Linked DNA regions of Mus musculus: region 1 is linked to region 2. A link is a contact called in public HiChIP or PLAC-seq data. All regions are on one chromosome and are shown on one strand. The core of a region is the stretch at or near the end of the contact, and the rest is flanking DNA. Distances in the headings are between cores, read along the strand shown.

Region 1 (2,748 bases), core at 15-2,514, 54 kb before region 2:
TTGATGAAGAGACAGAGAAACCCTGTCTCAAAAAACCAAAAACCAAAACAAAACAAAACAAAACAAAAAACAGCAAGAGAAGTTGATGCATAGCATATAACTTCAAATCCAAGTCCAGGCGTTCCCATGGGCACTGAAAATGATTTTGAGCAAATTATTTCTCATATGCCTACCTGTGAAATGAGGGAAACGGCTCACTGCAGACAGTGCAGTTATCAAGACAAAGAATCCTTGCTATGCTTAGCTATTCAGTGAAAATGATCGGTACGTATTCAAGAGCACAGATTCTAAAAATTTAAAGGAACAACGACAAGAACAAAAAACCGGGACTTTTCTTCTTTGAGACAGAGTCTTTCTACAATATAGCTCTGGCTGTCCTGGAACTCGCTTTGTAGATCAGGCTGGTCTCGAACTGACCTCAAGAGTTCTATTTAAGCACATCATTGAATGAGTCTCACAGCTAAGTGAGAAATAAAAGGAAATCAGCAGAGCGAGGGCAGAATCCAGAAGAGGCGGAGACAGAGGGTAAGGAAAGTGGGTGAGGGGTAGATTAAAGGACATGTGTCAAAGTCACTAAGTTTGCCTAGAGGTGGGCTTCTCCTGACAGAGAAGCCCCAGCACCATGAGCGACTGGAAATGCCATGTCTTCCTCGGTCCCCCCTAATTTTGTTCCCAGTCTTTTCAGTAAAGGTGACAATATCCTAGGTTGAAGCAACCAAGAAAAGGCACTTCCGGGGGTGGGTGGGTGGAGGAAGGCTTGTGACAATTCTGGATTAGTTACCTACACTCCACATCCTAGCCCTTCTTCCAACTCGCCTACCCCTTTGTTCCTGGTGGCCTGAGGCGCACCCAGGGCCCTCAGGGTGACTGTCACCCTCTTAAAGTCGTAAAGTCGCACACAGCCACTGGAAGCTGTCCAGCAATGCAAGGGCTGGCACACTCTTCACACAATCCTCGCTCAAGCCTTTCCTCTGAGGATGCCCGCGCCCCTCGCACCCGCGCACGCGCCTAGCCACAGGCTCTTGGACTTGGCCGCTGGCGCATGCGTTCAAACGTCAGGGGCGGAGCTCCGAGGAAAGGGCGGGAAAGCCCTCGATTCGCAGAGGGCTTTCTAGCGCACATATCTACCCTGAGCATCTCCTCCCTCCTTGACAGCAGCCTGAAAGTCCCCTCAGGCACCTTTCACCATGAGGGATGGCGGCCCAACGGCGGTCCACTGTATGGTTCTGGTTCACTGCCATCTTGCTCTAGGTCTCCTCCCGCCGCCGCCTCCGCCGCCGCCAGCTCTTCAAATGGAAAGGGGCGGGGCCTGCAAGGCAGTGGGCGGGTCCCTGAGGAGAGGGCGGAGATTATGGCGCAGAAACCCTGGAGTTGAGTGGGCAGCTGTCACAAGAGGAGCTGTCACAAGTCAGAGGAGGAGAGCCTGGGTGAGGAAAAGGGGCGTGTTCGTGGAGCTGGCTTTACCCCTAGAACGGGGAGGGTCTGAAGGATGGGTGACTAGCCTCTGTCATGTTAGGCCTACAACCAGCCTTGGTCCTGCTAGGAGCTAGTGGTTTAAAAAGTAGCCATTAACCCAAAATCTTAGTCCAGATTAACCCCCAAACCAACTCAGGGTGAGGGTCTACATTTTCTCCACTCTTATAAGACCAGAGCTTCCTTCCATCAAAGAGGGCTTAGGACAGAACCAATGGTCTTGGGAGAGAACATCCAAAAAGATGAGCTAGGTCAGGAAGTGGACAGTGAATTTCAACCTTCAGTGGGTCCAATTCTTGGATGCATTTGTAGGTGTCCCACTCAATCTATTACTCAAGATATTCTAGAGTGTTATTGTGTCAGTGAAGAAATGAAAATTGTCAAATAATAGATATATTATCATTGTAAGACATGTGCTGATTTCAGATTTTTGTTTTGTTTTGTTGTTTTTGTTTTTGTAAATAGGGTCTCTCTATGTATCCCTAACTGTTCTGGAACTCACTATGTAGACCAGGCTGGTCTCAAATTCACAGAGATCCTCCTGCCTCTGCCTCCCAAGTGCTGGGTTTAAAGGCATGGGCCACCACACCTAGCACAGATAATTTTTTACATACAAGACTTACTAGAATTAAGACTCAAACTTACGGATGGGAGAGATGGCTCAGTGGCTAAGAGCACTGTCTGCTCTTCCAGAAGTCCTGAGTTCAAATCCCAGTAAGCACATGGTGGTTCACAACCATCTGTAATGAGATCTGATGCCCTCTTCTGGTGTGTCTGAAGACAGACAGCTACAATGTACTTACATATAATAATTTTTTTTTTTTTTTTGGTTTTTTCGAGACAGGGTTTCTCTGTATAGCCCTGGCTGTCCTGGAACTCACTTTGTAGACCAGGCTGGCCTCGAACTCAGAAATCCGCCTGCCTCTGCCTCCCGAGTGCTGGGATTAAAGGTATGCGCCACCACACCCGGCCTATAATAAATAAATCTTTAAAAAAAAGAAAAAAGAAAAAAAGAAAAGAAAAGAAAATTTAATAGAAATAGTATACAGCGGCAAACATCTTGATCTAGCCACTCCTGTCATGGTCAATAAAACCTTGAGCAAGATGATTGTGTTCTTTGGACTTGACCTTCCACACTTGAATGTTAGTGTATAGGCTTATTGTGGCTGTGATGGTTGATGTCCACCAAACAGCTGTGTCTCTCACGTGTCACTTCCCTTCCTCTGTGTGTGTTGTGTTACCATTGGTTGATATCTTCATTTTACCTGCTCGGTT
Region 2 (3,049 bases), core at 343-2,842:
CCGCTAGTTAGAAGCTCCCCCGCCAACCGGGTATGGTGGCGCACACCTTTAATCTCAGCACTCAGGCAGAGGCAGGCGGATTTCTGAGTTCGAGGCCAGCCTGGTCTACAGAGTGAGTTCCAGGACAGCCTGGAACTATAGGCTGGAACAGAGCTATACAGAGAAACCCTGTCTCAAAAAACAAAAAAACAAAACAAAACAAAAAACAAAAACAAAATAAATAAATAAATAAATAGAAGCTGCCCAGCCATCAGGAGCTGCCTAGCCACCTGGCCAGAGGCCAGGACAATGGATCAGCAACAGTTTCCAGATTTCCTCAGCTACTTCCTCAGCCACAGTTTCTAGACCTCACTTTCCAGCCCCATTCCCTGGTAATGGAATGACCGTGGAGATGGACCAAGATATAGGTTACCTACCTATATCTTGTGCTTTAAATCTCAGGCCTTCAAACTTACTTGGTTGTCTCTCTATTCTGGTAATGGGAGACCCCAGCATGCTAGACTTCTGCAGAATAAAACACTCTGTGTTTACATACTATTGAATCCCGGGTACCATTCTTCAGTGAATCCCGGACTCATACATTTGTACCTTTCAGGCCCCTAATCCTGGTACTTGCGGGAGGGGAGGAGTCCCAAGACCAAGGGAGAAAGAGATCACAGCCTTGGGAATAGACATGTGGGGAAACAGGCTGTACTTATCTGAACAACCAACCATTAAGAGTACTGGCTGCTCTTGGACCCAGGTTGGATTCAGAGTATCCACATGGCAGCTCACAACAGTCTGTAACTTGTTTCAAGGTTAACTGACAACCTCTTGGGGGGAGGGGGGGGGGCATTGTGCACATGGTGCACATGCAGGCAAGAACACCCGTACCCATAAAAGAAAAAAATTTTAAATTAAATTGAAAATCTTTTTTTTTAAATGCAATAAATCTTTTTGTAGAACGAAGATAGTAGAGGCTGACTGGAGAGATGGCTCAGCAATTAACATGGCACCTGAATTTGCTTCCAATGGGAACCAAATACCCATCATGTCAAGTGGTTCAGAACTGCCTCTAAATGCAGTTCCAGAGACTCTGACTCCCTCTTCTGAATTCTACAGCCGCCTCCACTCACATGAGTCCGCGTGCGCGCACACACACACATTTGCACGTAATTAAAAATAAATCTTGGGGGGCTGGCGAGATGGCGCAGAGGTTAAGAGCATTGACTGCTCTTCTGAAGGTCCTGAGTTCAAATCCCAGCAACCACATGGTGGCTCACAACCATCCGTAATGAGATCTGATACCCACTTCTGGTGTGTCTGAAGACAGCTACAGTGTACTTATATGTAATAAATAAATCTTTAAAAAAATAAATCTTGGGAGTGGGGAGTAGGGGCAGAGACAGAACAGGCTCTTTTAAGAGTGGCGGTTCCTGCCAGGCGTGGTGGCGCACGCCTTTAATCCCAGCAGGACAGCCAGAGCTATACAGAGAAATCATGTCTCGAAGGAAAAACAAACAAACAAACAAACAAAAAAGAGTGGCGGTTGCTTTTAAAAGTGGCGGCTCAGAAAGCCCCGCCCGGACATGCGTACCGCGCCCCGCCCACTAGAGAGGCGGGCCTTGCGACGGTTTGAAAGCGCCATGCGCTGAGCCGAGTGGCGCTGCTGCCGCTGAGATGTCGGTGCTGAGGTCGATGGACAAGCTGCCCGACCTGAACAGGGCTACCGTCTTGGTAGGTGCGGGCAGCGCCCCTGGACCGGCTTCCCCGCAGCCAAAGCCGGTGCCCTTCCTCAGCCTCAGCGCGCTCCGACAGCGGGGGGCGGGCGGACGGGCGCGTTACTCTGGACCAATCGGAGCGGCGGCTCGCGAGGCTGAGGGACGCCTCCACCAATAGGCGCGCGGCTGATTTTACCACCGGCTGAGTGGGCGTTCCAGTTCGAACGTGGCTTTCCCGCGTTTCGAGGAGGAGGCCGGGCGGTCCCCCTCCGTGGATGGCTCCTTAGGGCTCCTCTTCTGAGGAAATGGCTCCCTCCGAGCCGCCTCTAGCTGAGTGTGTACCCCCAGGAGGGATTCGGAGTGCGGGGCCCTCCAAAGGAGCCGCCCTGCTCGGATCTCCATCTGCCTGGTTCTCTCCCTTCGCAGCTGGTGAGCACCGAGGATGCGCTTCTGCAGCAGCTGGCGGAGTCGATGCTCAAAGATGACTGTGCGTCCGAGCTGAGGGTGTAAGTTGCTGAGATTGTAGCCTGAACTCTGGGCTAACATGAGGGACGGGAGCCTGCAGGAGAGAGGGTCCCGCTCCTAGCTGTCATCAGTCCTCCGTGATCCTGCCTATGGTTGCCGAGTTGGCTCCTTTACTGGTCTCTGCAAATGTTCATAGCTCATAACGCACGCCAAAAACACACTCACGGGTTGCGTATTTTCTCATTGACAAGGCTCAGAGTTTAGACGTCAGCATGTAAAAACAACGGGGGAGGTGTGTTTTGGTTTCCTTTCTTTCTCCTCTTGCTGTGATAAAATACCCCGACAAAAGCAGCTTCAGGGAGAAAGGACATGTTTGGCTCGCTCCTTGCTGCAGAAGTCATTGCTGCTGGAATTTGAAGCACTTGGTCACTGTATATCCACAGTCAAGAGGAAGCAACGAACAAGCACATGCTTGCAAGTTTTTATCTGGCTTTCTCCACACTGAAGACAACTCAGAATCCTTCCCTAGGGGATTGTGCCACTTGTAGTGGGCCTTCCTACCTCAGTCCAATTAAGAAATTACAAACGAAGGCTGGAGAGATGGTCAGCGGTTAAGAGCACTGTCTACTCTCACAGAAGTCCTGAGTTCAATTCCAGCAACTACATGGTGGCTCACAACCATCTGTAATGGGGTCCGTTGCCCTCTACAGGTGCATGCAGATAGAGTACTCACACATAAAATAAATATTTAAAAACATTACAAGGCATCTAGAAAGTTGAGACTCCCCAAGATGACTGACTCTAGGTTGTGTCCAATTGACAATTAAAAGTAACTATAACAAGGTGACCAGAACCCCAGGGGAGTAGAAAATAAACACCGTTTA

The links. HiChIP or PLAC-seq counts read pairs in DNA pulled down with a chosen protein or histone mark.
Region 1: an H3K27ac HiChIP or PLAC-seq map of embryonic stem cells shows a contact between it and region 2, with 7 read pairs. The contact joins the promoter of Wbp2nl here to the promoter of Cenpm in region 2. A contact is called at or near these places in 1 of 115 datasets of contacts at active chromatin or transcription factors (embryonic stem cells) and 1 of 9 other capture datasets (adipose tissue).

What each region holds. Positions count from the first base shown.
Region 1 is chr15:82,297,500-82,300,247 of GRCm38.p6, reverse strand. It overlaps Wbp2nl (WBP2 N-terminal like), which reads right to left and starts at 1,264. Exons shown (of 6, transcript NM_029066.1): 1 at 1,180-1,264. The coding sequence starts at 1,241.
Region 2 is chr15:82,243,290-82,246,338 of GRCm38.p6, reverse strand. Cenpm (centromere protein M) reads left to right here and starts at 1,592. Exons shown (of 6, transcript NM_025639.4): 1 at 1,592-1,716; 2 at 2,127-2,206. The coding sequence starts at 1,660.